Linked DNA regions of Danio rerio: region 1 is linked to region 2. The links are chromatin contacts, called in public Hi-C maps. All regions are on one chromosome and are shown on one strand. Each heading gives the region's core, a stretch centred on a gene start, on an enhancer-like site or on the middle of the called end of the contact. The rest is flanking DNA. Distances are from core to core; before and after follow the strand shown. Region 1 overlaps svila (supervillin a). Region 2 holds the start of map3k8 (mitogen-activated protein kinase kinase kinase 8).

Region 1 (7,795 bases), core at 1,939-4,438, 240 kb before region 2:
TTAAATGTAATTTAAAAAAAAAAGAAAAATTGTTGAATTTTTGGACAAGGAGGCTAAAGACCATAGCCTTTAGCGTCTGTTGCTAGAGCACCTTTAGAGGTCAGAGGAGTGAAGTTTATCTGCACAGCACCTACTAGCCGGCCTCCGTCACACTCACTCCCCTAAACCTCCCTCCCATCCGGGTCACGGCACCAATTTAAACCCCAACGGTCCTACGCCACCCAACCTGATCCAAGCTGGGATCAAACCGGTGACCTTCCGCATGGGAGTTGGTTGATCTACCAAAGAGGCTAAAGACCATGGCCTCTAGTGTCTGTCGCAAGAGCACCTTTAGAGGTCAGAGAAGTGGGGTTTACCTGCACAGCACCTACTAGCTGCCCTCAATTACATATACAGCTATAATTTGCTTGCTTTTACACATTAAAAATTTGTGGCTAAAAAATAAAAAAAATTTTGGTGTGGTCAGAGATAAATTTATTAATTCCTAAATTTTGTGCCCTGAAAATTCAAGTGAAATAAAAACTGATTGCAATGCGACAACCCATTCGCTCATGCACATTGAGCAAGCTAATACACAACACACACAAAAAGTGAAACAAACGAGGAGGCTTGTGGACATAACACAAAATCTAAATCAAGTAATTGTAGCGTGTCAAAGTCAAATTTATGCACATGAAATAGATTTTCCCAACAACAAAAGTGTGGCTAGTGAAAAAGGCGAGCGGCAAGTAATGTTGGGAATCTACTAGACACAGAAGTTGGTGATCAAAAGTAATTGTTAAGCCCTGATCGTGACTAATGAACAAAATATACATTTGTATTTGCATAAAATATGTGCGTGTACAGTACATATTTATTAAGTATATACTGTATAAATCCACATGAATACAACATACACTGATAATTTTAAATACATTTTTACATACAATTTATTATACATAAATATTTTATATATAAATAAACATTTAGTATACATGTACATATACAGTTGAAGTCAGAATTATTAGCCCCCCTGAATTATTAGCACCCCTGTTTAATCTTTTCCCCAATTTCTATTTAATGGAGGGAAGATTGTTTCAGCATATTTCTAAGTATAATATTTTTTAAAACCTATTTCTAATAACTGATTTATTTTATCTTTGCCATGATGACAGTAAAAAATATTTTACTAGATATTTTTCAAGACACTTCTATACAGCTTAAAGTAAGATTTAAAGGCTTAACTGGGTTAATAAGGTGAACTAGTCAGGTTAGGGTAATTAGGCAAGTTATTGTATAATGATGGTTTGTTCTATAGACTACCGAAAAAAAATTAGCTTAAAGGGGCTAATAATTTTGTCCCAAAAATGATTTAAAAAAAAACTGCTTTTATTCTAGCAGAAATAAAACAAATAAGACTTTTTCCAGAAGAAAAAATATTATCAGACATACTGTGAAAATGTCCTTGCTCTGTTAAACATCATTTGGGAAATATTTAAAAAAGAAAAAAAAATCAAAAGGGTGCAAATAATTCTGACTTCAACTGTACATGGATGTGTGTATTTATAGAAATATACACAGAACCCACACAAAATATTATGTAAACAATGTTTTTATTTTGCATTTGGTTAATCGTTTAACGTCATTATTGACTTGTGCTTTGAATAAGTTTAAAAATAAGCTACTAGTAAATCTTACACAAATGAAAAAAGTAATTAACTTTTGATTGGGACTGTACAACTTAACACAACAAAAATATGTGAACAATATGTGCACTGCACACACACACACACACACACGCACGCACACGCACACGCGCACACACACACACAAAATAATAAGCATTAACAGTTATGCATATATCATCCTAATTCTCACATATTTGCACACACATGCACAACTGTCATTACTAATCAATTTAATCAGCTTGCGTCAGCTTGCTTCCTATGGCAACAGGCAGCGGTCTATCAGTTACACAATACTTTGATCTCTAACCAGATACATCCATACAGCTCTGAAGAACCTACAATACAGAGTAACACTACACTAGAATTTGTGACATTTTCTAATATCCGTCCGTCATTATCTGCGTGTTTACTTTTAAACTACAACACAAGAATGCAGGATGAGGACGTAACAGCAACATCACTGACCTAGTTCAAAGTCAAACTCTTTAATAAAACAACTTTGTGAAATATTATGCTACTAAAAGGAGATGCTCAAAGCGTTTAACCTATGTGTAAAATTTAAGAACAATGCAATCGACACATTCAAAAAGACACAAACATACTTTCCCCAAATAGAGTCATAATTGAACATCCACAAATAAAAATATAAGCGAGCCTCTATTACGCATTTCAGGAACCTCAGCTTTCTTGTCCTTGTCAGACATACTTTAACAATTGCAAAACAACATGCAATAACTCTAAATCAAACTAATTGTTAAATCAAACTAATAATTGTTAGTCATACTATGAAAAAATGCTATATTTTTGAAAGCCACTGTCTGTAACATCCTTCTGAATATCTTTTGTGTTCAAAAGATGATGAAAAAAATTAAACCAGTTTAGAACAAGTGGATGGCGAGTAAATTATCACAATTTTACACAACGATAAGTTTCAATACACTGTAAACTACAGGACTTTTATCCATTGAAAACAAAACTACAACAACAACTTTCAGAGAAATGATATCAGCAACTTCACCTCTCTTTGATGGACATCTGTCTGGCAGACATGACGTCCGAGAGCTCGTCTCCGTCTTCTGTTTTGAAGTCGCTCTCCTGCTCTTCCTCTCTGGTGTGGTCCTCATGGAGAGAATGGCTCTGTAATGCAGATACAGCAGCGGCAGTGTGTACAGGAAGATCTGTTGAACACAGACACAGGAAAGGGTTTAGAGCAGCTTCAGTGATACAATCAATAACAGCTCAGCGTCAGGCGGAGTCACCGCAGACCAACACTCTGACACGCGTTTAGTTCTGTCAAAACTGTGATGAATGCATGCGAACTGCTGCACAGGAAATGAGTGTCAGTTTCTAAGCATAAAAGGAGGCTTTGTTGATCATCCTGTGACAGTGTGGCTTACACAGACATCTTTCTGTCTTTTCAGAGAGAGGAGAGTTTAAAAATCAGCAGCCTGCATGACAGACCCAAAACAGGAAGACGGAGTAGAAGTAACTCGCATCACATCCTATACACACCTCTCTTTTTGTAAAGTCACAGAGATATCAGTAGACGGCACATGTGCAGCAGACACTGCGGGAAGCCATCATAACACGCTCACTGACAAAACAAACAGCACATGATGGGGATGAATTGTAAATGAGAGAAGGAGCTTCAATGTGACAAAGTATATTTTGATGCCGTTATAAATTTGGACATTATTAGTGAGGATTTGTGAAAGTAAGTTAGTTTACAGCAAGTTATTTAGGTCAGAGACAAAAATAATCACTTTTTTCCTTTAAAGTAAAAAATTCCAAGGGTATAGTTATATTTGCACATATTTATTGATCATACTAAAACAATGTGTAATTCCACACAAGTCATCTCAACTTTTTTGTTTACATTGTGTTTTAAAGATAAAAAAAATGACAGTTTTAATTGTCTTTATTTATTTATTTATTTATTTATTTATTTATTTATTTATTGTTTTAAACTTATCATTAAACCGATAAACTTACATTATCATTAATTTATTAGCTAATATATCAAATTGTGTAATAAGTCTTATAATAATAATAATAATAATAATAACAATAATAATAATAATAATAATAATAACTGTTCTCTGGTAAATGTGATCTTTGTATTACAAGTATTCACATTTCTTTTTCGCTCTGTAGTATAAATCATTAACAATGATATCAGATACATTCAACACATTTAGCAAACATCCAGCAACAGCTGGGACCTGACCTCTATGCCAGGGGTCTTTCTGCCCTATTTAGGGGCTCATCTTACCAAAAGCGAGGCGAGACTAAATTAAAAACCAAAGTAAGTAGATGTTTTAATCTATATATACATCTTCCTGTACATAGTTTTTTTTTCATATGTATTCTAAAAGAGAGAATACATAATCTGTATATACATTTGCACAAAGTCCAGTCCAGTACATGTACAGGAATGATATTGTGCCTTACATTTATTACAGCACAATTGCACCATTGCAGTTTTAAATGCACAGTTATCAGCACAACAAACGAAACAAAACATTGTTTCGCAGCAAAAGCACATAAAGCCTGTTCTCAAGCTACAGCAATCGGGAACTATTGCTATTATTTACTGCTATTTGCATAATGCAGGACTTAAATTAAAAGATTTTATTGTGGCTGTATGCTTTTCATCCAAACAAGATGCGTAAAAGATATGCCTGATCTTATCCCACAGGCACATATAGGGAAATAGATGCTGAAGAATTAGGACAACTAATTTAGAAGCTCTTCTTACCAAAAGCTAGACAAGACTAACCTAAAAACAAAAATAAGTAGATGTTTTGATCTACTGTATGTATACACCTTCCTGTACATATATTTCTTTTGAAATGTGTTCTTACAGAGATAATATATGAAAGTGCTACTCGCAAATTAGTGGTTTAGATCAGAGATGCCTAAACTAGGTTGACCCATGGTAACCTTTGATTTATGAGATTGAAAAAGGGAGAATGATTGGTATGGTTTAGAGTAAACATGGACTTGTATAAGATTTCGACGGTATAAAAATACCACGGTTTTATGGTATTGTTCTTACCGCTCTAAAATATGTTTTTTTTTTTTTTAATGTTTGTGTAAAAAAAACAAAATTTTTCCTCCTTTGAACACAATATATTTTATTTTAAGAAACATTTAAAATATTTTGAAACAGTAACCATGTCAGGCTAAATAATTCAAATGAATCATTGACTTCAGTCTTCATTAGTTTAAAAAAAAAACAGATTTCATTTCAATTCAAAAAGGAAATCTTTAGATATCTTTTCTGTTGGAGATACTGTTACAACAAAACAAAACAAAAAAACATAAATAAAAATCTTACATATACCTTAGGAACGCTATAGCAGAAAATTTTGGTGATTTTAAAAACGTGACTTTTCCAAACCGCAGTATACCTTGAAAACGGTTATCCCATGCCTAGTTTAGAGAGTCAATTCAAATTTAATGTAACCATTTATTTTTGCATTTTATTGTTGAGCCAAAAAAAATTAATTAACTGAAATGAAATATTTAAATTTCAATGCTGTAGTTTAGTTTAAGTTTTTCTTACACTCACCTGTCTGATAAAGGACAATGCAAATTCTGCTTGACTAGTGTATTTTGCATTGAACTTCACTGTGTTATAAATGTGATTGTTTATGTTATATTATGTTATATTTTAAGTTATAATTTAAAAATTATACTGCACTAGTAGCTAACATAATTCAAAGCAATGTTTTCTACTTGTTTTTAAATCTTATGAAATAAATTAGGTAATGACCCATGGCAACTTTAATGTAAAATAGTTTGGTATACTTATCTTCGGCCCATGACTCTCAATGATATTTGGTTTTTGGCCCTTCATACAAAGTTTGGACACCCCTTTTTCAGACTAATTAAAAGATTAAATGTTTAAAAGCAAATTCTATAATTTACTCAAATTATAGTTTTTGTACTACTAATATCAATAATATTCCTTTTTCTTTTTCTCAAACACCACTATAATCATTATTTTTTATTAATAATACATATTTATTATTATTATTATTATTAGCATTATTATTATTATTATTATTGTGACCATTATTAAATAAGTTCAATAGTACAACACCTATATTTCTTTATTAATCTCTTTATTTTTTATCTGAATGGATAGACTAATTTAGCAATGTTGTGTTTACTGTACACTGTAAAGTGTCTTGAATTGGTTCTTCCTGTATTTTAAACAAAAATTATACGTTTTAATGACCGATCACATTTCTCAAGACCAGCAGGTATAGCATACTCCCCCCCCCCCCTTACTATGTTGTAAGGGGTTGTTTAAAATACAAACAAACACACTGATGTTCCTCTACCTGTTGTGTGCTCTCCATCTGTTTGTGAAAGGTCTTGAGAGGTCACCGCCACAGCCTTACTGTCCCAGTCTCTGGCCGGCTGAGCATGCGGTGTCCGTTTCACGCTGTCTGGGGAGGGAAGCTTCCTCTTCCCAGTGCTCAACAGCAGCCTTCCCCCTTCAGCCAGACTCTGATGTGTCTGGATGTCATGGGCAGGCTGAGGGTGATGCTGTGGAGAAACGGTCTGCTCATAATATGCAGGCCCAGATACATTTGGCATGGTCAGATGGATGTCGCCCGCATGTTCAGTGGAAACAGTGGAGGATCTCATGGCTGAGTTGGAGCTGGGTGCAAAACGAGCTCCACCTGCAGGCTGAAACTATGACAAAAGAGAAGGATGGAGAACAGGCGGAGATAGAAAGTGAAGAAGGAAAAGGTGTGAGAATGAGCATTTTGAGAAAGAGGAAGATCATGATGGGATAGGATGAGAAAAAAAAAAAAAAGAGTCAGCGTGGACAGAAGACTAAACATTCACCAAGATTTCATGAGCACAAACACACACATACACACACTTTGATCATGCTGAGTAATCAGTGTGTGACTTCCTGGGGCTCAAAGACAAGCGTCAGAATAACAAAATCATTCACAAAGCCATGCCCATTATACACTGAAGCGTTCCCAACATGACCTCAGAAACAGACACAGTGAATCACAGACACGGTCGATACAACTATACTGTGTCAGCAGGGCTTTGGGCAGAGCTCTGGGACACATTCAGAACAAGAGCATTGACTTCCAAATGAAGTCCATTCAGCAAAATGATGGTAATTGCAGTGACGCATTTCTGCTGTTGTCTCAAAACCACTTAAAAAAATAAACATCCCATTTATTCTTTAGGGAATTAACTAATCATGAACCACCTTCATTGACATTAGCAGAACCATAAGACTTTCCCTGGAGAAACTGCTTGGTCACATTATACATGCGATGTGGTTATTTTAAGAGTATATTATTATTTAAGAGAAAGGATACTAAGCAAAAGTAACGAATCAAACATTTCGTTTTACATAAGAAATAATAAACCAAAAGTGTATATGTACAGATAAAGTCAAAATTATTAGCCCCCGTTAGATTTTTTTTTCTTTTTTAAATATTTCCCAAATCATGTTTAACAGAGTAAGGAAATTATCACAGTATGTCTTATAATATTTTTTCTACATCTGAAAGTCCAATTTGCTTCATTTCGACTAGAATAAAATCAGTTTTTAATTTTTTTAAAAACATTTTAAGGTCAAAATATTAGCCCCTTTAAGCATTTTTTTTGATAGTTTACAGAAACACCCATCGTTATACAATGACTTGCCTAATTACCTTAACTTGCCTAATTAATCTAGTTAAGCCTTTAAAAGTCACTTAAAAGAAGATAAAATAAATCAGTTGTTAGAGATGAGTTAATAAAACTATTAACCCTGTTAAACAGAAATTGGGGGAAAAAATAAACAGTAGGGCTAATAATTCTGACTTCGACTGTATGTAAAAAATATTTAATGTTATATTAAAAATGTATTTAGTTAACTTATTCACTTACTAAAATAGATTATAATTTTCACTGAGTTTAAAACGAAAAGAAATAAACATTGAAAATCAACAAAATCTGCAAAAATTTACAAAACTGAACTTGAACAAAATTTAGGTGAAAACAGAACAAAGAAAAAACATTTTTACAACAAAAGATGTCTGATTATTCATAAGTGTGCACACAATAAAAAGCGCAATCAGTGACAAGTTGCTTTTACT
Region 2 (7,010 bases), core at 1,049-3,548:
AGTTTATTATTGTATTTTAAAAAGTAGTTTAGAGGTTTAGTTTACAATGTGTGATTTTGAGCATGAAATTTACTGTTTTGCCAATTGTGTGTTTTAGGTGTGTTGCTGTGTTAAGAGTTTAGCAAACTTATTAAATGTATTGAAAAAAACTGTCATAGCCATCGTAAAAAAAAAAAAAAAAAAAAAACTGTAAAGATGTTAAAGAATGGATGACAAACCATTTTCTTCTCTTAAACTCAGACAAAACAGAATTATTACTTACTGGGCCTAAATCCTGTACACAGCAGATCTCACAACTCGACGTACAATTGGAGGGATACAAAGTTAGCATTAGCTCTACTATAAAAGATCTGGGTGTCATATTAGACAGCAATTTAACTTTTGAAAATCATATATCCCATGTCACAAAAACTGCTTTCTTTCATCTAAGATATCTCGCTAAGTTATGAAGTATGCTATCCATCTCAGATGCAGAAAAGCTAGACAATGCTTTTTATGACTTTAAGGCTGGATTACTGTAATGCTTTGTTTGCTGGCTGCCCATCATCCTCTATTAATAAACTTCAGCTAGTACAAAATGCAGCTGCCAGAGTTCTTACCAGGTATAGAAAATATGATCATATCACCCCAACTGTATCCTCCTTACACTGGCTACCTGTTAAGTTTCGTATTGAATTTAAAATATTGCTTCTTACCTATAAAGCTTTAAATAATCTAGCTCCTGTCTATCTAATCAACCTTCTGTCTCGCTACAATCCAACCCACTCTTTAAGATCTTTAAACTCAGGGCTTCTGGTAATACCTAGAATAGCAAAGTCGAGTAAAGGGGGTCGAGCCTTCTCATTTATGGCTCCTAAACTCTGGAATATCCTTCCTGATAAGGTACGAGGCTCAGGCACACTCTCGCAGTTCAAAACTAGATTCAAGACCTATCTGTTTAGTAAAGCACACACAATGCATCACTTAGCGGTATGGTGAAGTTTTTTCCTCGCCTCTGTTGCCACTAGCTTGCATGGTTCGGGATATGTAGGGCTGCGCATCAATGGATTTACTCTTCATTGTTTGAACTCTCAATAGTGATTATTAAACCACACTGGACTTAGCTAAACTAAACTGAATTTAAACTTTAAAATCTGAACTACACTGTTTCAATCTACTATAATCTTCTATGTGAAGCTGCTTTGACAAAATCTATATTGTAAAAGCGCTATACAAATAAAAATGAATTGAAAATTGATTTGAACTTAACTAATATACTAGGTAAAGCAGCCGCTTATGGCCCCAGCGAATTAGGGGCCCCAACCTATGTCAGGATGCATATTAATCATATCTCTTTTAATAAATTCTCTTTTATATGCTGTAAAATCTGCTTATAACCTTTAAGATTTTAACATTATTACTTTTTTTCCAAACCAGGGGACCTCATGAACAATGGAATATTCCTTTCTTACTGCACATGCAAATTTTAAAAACACAAATATGGCTAATTAACTGTACATACTTTGTTCTAATAAATTACTTGTTATTTATTTGCAAATTTATTGTATTTCATTTAACATTAAGAAGATAAAGAATGCAGTGCAATATAAATATTTTTAACATGCAGATTTTATTTACAAAAAAATAAATAAATAAATAAAACAATATCTATAAAGAGAAAAAAAAGCTTAGAGCTTCATTACTAGGGCCCCCCAAATCACTAAAGCCAGCTACTGCTTATTAACCAAATGTATTATTATGGCAGCTTTGGCATTCCATAGCCTACTACACTAAGGCGCCGTTTACTTTCGGGGAAAAACTGAACTGTCAATCTGCAGCCTGGATATCCCCCAATTTGAAAACAGCGTTTAGATATTTTGATACACTTAAGACAATCTTGTCACTATTCGTTATCTGGATTCCCTGACACTTTCAACAAGTTTAGAAGTTTTGAAATCTCTTAATGAGCGAAAACAACAAAAGGACACATTTTTTGCTGGGTCAGCGGACTTCACTCATTTCGTATATAGACCAAAACTAGTTAGCTTCTGTTTACTACAAGATGGTTTCAACAAGGCAACTTTTCCTTTGGCGCAAATTAATCATAAAGATGAAAGCGAATGACATCCTCCTTCTACGGAACATTCTGATAGGGGACTGTGGCAAAATCCAAGCAGCAGATACGTGATCTCGATGAGAAGACGAGAAAACACCTCTCAGAGAAAAGAGAAAACGAAACCGCAGTGACGTAAGCGCACAGCGGAGGCGCGCAGCTCGCTGATTCCTCTTATCAGCGAGCACACGTCTGAAAAAGCTTCAGAGGGAACTATGGACAATCACTGAGTATGCGCCCTGCTGTGAACACACTGACTGAAAGGTAGGCAAACTGCTGGTGTTTTATAGATATCATTTATTTTGTTTAGTTATTTTTATGCTTCATTAGCCTATACTATTTCGAACAACGTTCAGAGTAGGCTAAATACTGTGGATTATTTAATAGGGCTTTTGGCATATGCTTGTCAGCACCCTTTCTAGTTACTCTTTTTGAGCACCGGTTCTTTTCATCAGTAATGAACAGCCTTTATTATTAAAAATTCATTATTTAACATAAACCAAAAATGGATATTCAGCGATGGTTGCCAAATCTGCATGTTAAAAACTCATCCAACTGCTATTCAAAACTATCCCCAAAGTGTCCGAGTCACACTCTTGGGTGTTAGGATGTTCTTCATTGTGTAAGATTCAAATGCACAGCAATAGGGTAAAAGTACCCCAGTTTCTAAAGGAAACAAGAAGTAAATTTGGCAGCAGTGTATAGGGTTGTATTTCTGCAATGCTTTGGAAAGTTCTGTTTTTTGTGTGTATATCAGTCACCCGATCACACCATATCAATTTAGAAACAGCACATGTAATAGGTCAAAAATGATAAAACATAAAAAAGTGATTGCATTTATTATGATTCAGCCATTCTGATAAATCATCTTGGGCTAGTCATTTTTACTGCTAGCATGTCCCTCATAATTGGTCATTTTTGACCTCAAAAATGCTGTTATATTTTGTTCTTGTTTGTTTGTTCTTGAGGAGAAAAAAGAGAGTTAATACAATGAAAAAGTTCCATTTGTCATTCATTTTAAAGATGTTTTAAGCCACCTCTCACTTGCATGCAAAATAGAGCAGGCAAGCTGTTCAGGAAACATACCTGACCACACAGCAAACATACATATGGGTGCAAAAACAACATGGATGAATGCATTCATTTCAATGTGTTGATGTTTCTAATGATCAAACATTTTGTTTTATTATTCAATCAAGGATGGAGTATGACAATGGAAATTCTTGTATAGAACTGCTTCTTGCACACATAAAAATTGAGGACTTCATTCAAGAGGCAGAACATTTCTACAGTGTTGGTGAGGTGGTGGAATCTGGTATTTCGTTTGAGGAAGGTTTCTCGCAAGAAGAGATGGACGAGAATGAGGAAACGGCACATGACCTAATTAAACATGTACAAAAGACTGGAAAGGTCCGTTATGGGACAACATCTGACCTCCTGGACTTTGTGAATATGGTCTCAAACACACCATCCTCCTCTCTTTTAGATGTTGGTAGAGAAATGGGTGTTCTGGTGAACAAGGTAAGCTTCATTGGTTCTAAAACTTACATCAATATTTGAAGGGTTTCTGAGGCCTTTCCACCAGCTTCTTAAATTAAAGCATAAAGACTTAAATTTGTATGATCATGAGAGTAAATATTGCATGCATTGAAAAACATCAAATATATAGTCAATCCTTCACAGTCTTTATTTTCAATACAAATATCTATACATCATACTGAATTATACTGAGAAAAAAATGAGCTTATTCTATAAACAAGATCCCATTTTTATCAAACTTACTTCTAATCACTGGCACTGAATAATATGTAATTTTGCATTTCAAGTAAATCTTTATTTGACATTTGTACAGGAAAACAAGACAAAGATAGGAAGAGCATTATTTTTTTGTAGTGCGATTTGAAGAGTAAAAGTTATTTACATATTCTAGTTTTGTGACCTGCTTTGGGAGTTACATAATCCCGTGTAAAGGAGTGTTTATACTTGTTTAGCAAGATAGCCTTTGGTGTCATAAACACCCTGCTTTGTCCCTACAGACAGACATGATCATTAAAGAGGGGCATTATCGCATCGACTTGGACGTCCTTCTCTTTCCGTGGAAACTGACCTACAAGCCTCAGGGCCCTGGACACGTTCCCAAAGGCTCATTTGGGAAGGTCCATCTGGCTCAGGACACCAAAACTCGGAAGCGAATGGCATGCAAATTAGTAAGTAAGGGAATGCAAAGTATGTTTGTTTCCGGAATCTTTACAGGGTTTTACTTTTTTTTTGCTTTGGCAAAGGTAGATGTTTTCACTCAACTAGGAGGTTTTTATGGACATAGCTTTCCTACTGGGAATCCGCATTCTATTATCAGTAAGGTTCAAAATATTTTTTTTAAATACTTTGAAAGTACTCTAATAAGAATTAAGCATAGAGTTCATTCATCATCATCAGCAGTTGTCACATGAAGATAAATCAAGGAAAAGACACATGATACTGAATGATGTTGTGATGAACTTATGATTCAGCATGTGATGACACATGGCTTTATTAACTACAGCCTAGTGAAAAATCGTTCTGAAAAGCGAAACAGGTTTTACAGAAACTGTAGCAGCAGTGAAAAAGTGTTTAAAAATGAGGAACAGCACTTTTGGGAAACAACACAATTTCCCTAAAATGTTCAAAGGGTCAGTATGCAGCACGCAGTGTTTTAACAGAAACTGAGAATGGCACTAACGCACACAGGAAGTGGACAGAAACGCCCCCTGTGGAAACATGCAGCCTACAAAGGCGTCTTAAATTAGTGGCAGAGTGCAGATGAAAATTTGATCTTGTGGTCAAGTTTAACAGTTGCAGTCCTCTTTTAGACGTGTGAATTAAACAGCTTGCCATGTAAGAACTGGATGGATAAACATTATTTAGTCTACAAGGAATTGTCTGCTTTGGTGGAACATGTGATTTGGTGGAACATATGACAGACAGGTTGTCCCTCTCTTGTGCCAAGAAGCATGTGATGAAAGGAAATATTTTATTGCAAAAAGGAAGTTGTTTTGATGAAATGATATGAGGGCACATACATTTAAACAAATAAATCCTTTATAATACCTGCAATCTTTCAGAATAGTCAAAATATGCAGAATAAGAATTTTACCTTTCAATATTTTAGGTGACTTTAGCAAAGTATTTTTCAAACTTTGAACATTAACCTTGTGTTAATGACAAAAATTGTGATTTTGTGAAATTGATGTCATCATGCACTGATGCATTATGTCAAGGGTGTCCAAACACGGTCCTGGAGAGCTGGTGTCCTGCAGATTTTAGCTCCAACTTGCCTCAACACACCTGCACGAATGTTTCTAGAAAGCCTAATAAGAGCTTGATTAGCTAGCCTAGGTGTGTCTGATTGGGGTTGGAAGTTAACTTTGCACAACACCAGCCCTTTAGGACCGAGTTTGGGCATCTCTGTTTTATGTGTTCAGTCCATAGGAATGCACAAGGACTTGATTGTCAAAGTAAAAAGGTGGGCAACGAGATTGTATTTGTCCATGCCTGCAGTATTTATAAAAACACTTTGACAACTAGTGGTCTGGCATGCATATTACATTATATTTATTCATTAGTAGGATTATTTTGTTTCTTGTGGAATTGTTATGGTTTGACACATTTTTTATGGCAAAGCAAAAACATTTTTTTATTACATCAATATCATGTAAATGTTCCCTTGATGTAACTTTAAAAGGGTTAAATAATTAGTTGTTGTAATAATTAGGAGTATAAATAAGAAATATCACGCAAGCAAAAATGCTGCTCAGATTCATTCAAAAGTATTGATTCATTCCGGAAAGCCACTATGAATCCGTTTCTCATAAATGCATAAATAATAAATTAACTTCAGGTCTATTTAGGACAAAAAAAAAGACATTCATTCAACAAATTCTTTACACATAATTTGAAATCACTTGGAAATTACAATTACAGAAAATGTGCACTATCCATTAACAGATGTTGGTAGGTTTTGGATCCACCAGTAATCATTTGGTCAAGCAGGCATGAGCACAGTAAAAAAACAGCCAAAACAGACATTTATATAATTATCCTGATGATATATCAGTTCTATTAATCTTTACATAGCGAGTCTGCAATTTGCAGTTTTATTATGTTTTGCTTGTATATTTGTTTTTGACTGCAAGACTATAGGGAAATGTGGCAAAACCTCACAATATGACAATAACTATATGCATTAACTATAATTAATTAAAGCTTGATTGGTGTGAAAGTGCAATCATTGTACTTGCTTAATTTTAGGAATTGTGTGAATCATACATAGGCTGGAAATATACAGCAGTTTTGGTTTACTTTCATATATGAATGCTTAAATAGCATGTATTTTTATGTAGAAAAAAATTATAAGCTTGCTCATTTTTTAGTGTACTTTCATAAAATATGAATCTTAGAAATTAAGTGTACTTTCTCTCCAGATTCCTGTGGAGCATTTCAAGCCTGCAGATGTTGAAATCCAAGCCCGGTTCCGGCACGAGAACATAGCAGAGCTATATGGGGCCTTGCTGTGGGAGCAGACGGTGCATTTGTTCATGGAAGCTGGCGAAGGAGGCTCGGTGTTAGAGAAGCTGGAGAGCTGTGGTCCAATGAGAGAGTTCGAGATCATTTGGGTCTCTCAGCAGGTTCTGCGAGGCTTGGAGTACTTGCACTCTCACAACATTATCCACCACGACATCAAACGTAAGAGCTCTGGCTTGCATCATTAAGGGCTTTTTTCTGAAATATCACTGCAGTTTCCTACCAAGTACATTGTTTATTACTCTCACACCACAGCTGCTCTGAAGTGGAATGCTTCAAAACAAATTTCAAAGCGGGGTCAAAGCAGTTCAGTACTTTTTTTCTTGCAACCACCGGTACTTGTTATTTCCCCTTTGAA

Evidence for each region. Hi-C and Micro-C count contacts between places; a contact is called where the count stands out from the background.
Region 1: a Hi-C map of hematopoietic stem cells shows a contact between it and region 2, with 2.4 times the contacts expected there. The contact joins the enhancer-like site here to the promoter of map3k8 in region 2. A contact is called at or near these places in 2 of 18 Hi-C or Micro-C datasets (embryo and hematopoietic stem cells).

What each region holds. Positions count from the first base shown.
Region 1 is chr12:25,597,159-25,604,953 of GRCz12tu, reverse strand. It overlaps svila (supervillin a), which reads right to left. Exons shown (of 38, transcript NM_001035261.2): 11 at 6,020-6,377; 12 at 2,686-2,845. Among named protein-coding and RNA genes, the nearest start is that of svila, 81 kb to the right of the region's middle. Within about 2 kb of position 3,188, at least 29 of the 62 cell types and tissues checked have an H3K27ac peak or open chromatin away from gene starts, as enhancers often do. A contact at or near this core is called in hematopoietic stem cells, where this site is marked.
Region 2 is chr12:25,360,955-25,367,964 of GRCz12tu, reverse strand. It overlaps map3k8 (mitogen-activated protein kinase kinase kinase 8), which reads left to right and starts at 2,298. Exons shown (of 8, transcript XM_021480321.3): 1 at 2,298-2,356; 2 at 3,292-3,613; 3 at 4,129-4,299; 4 at 6,553-6,814. The coding sequence starts at 2,325.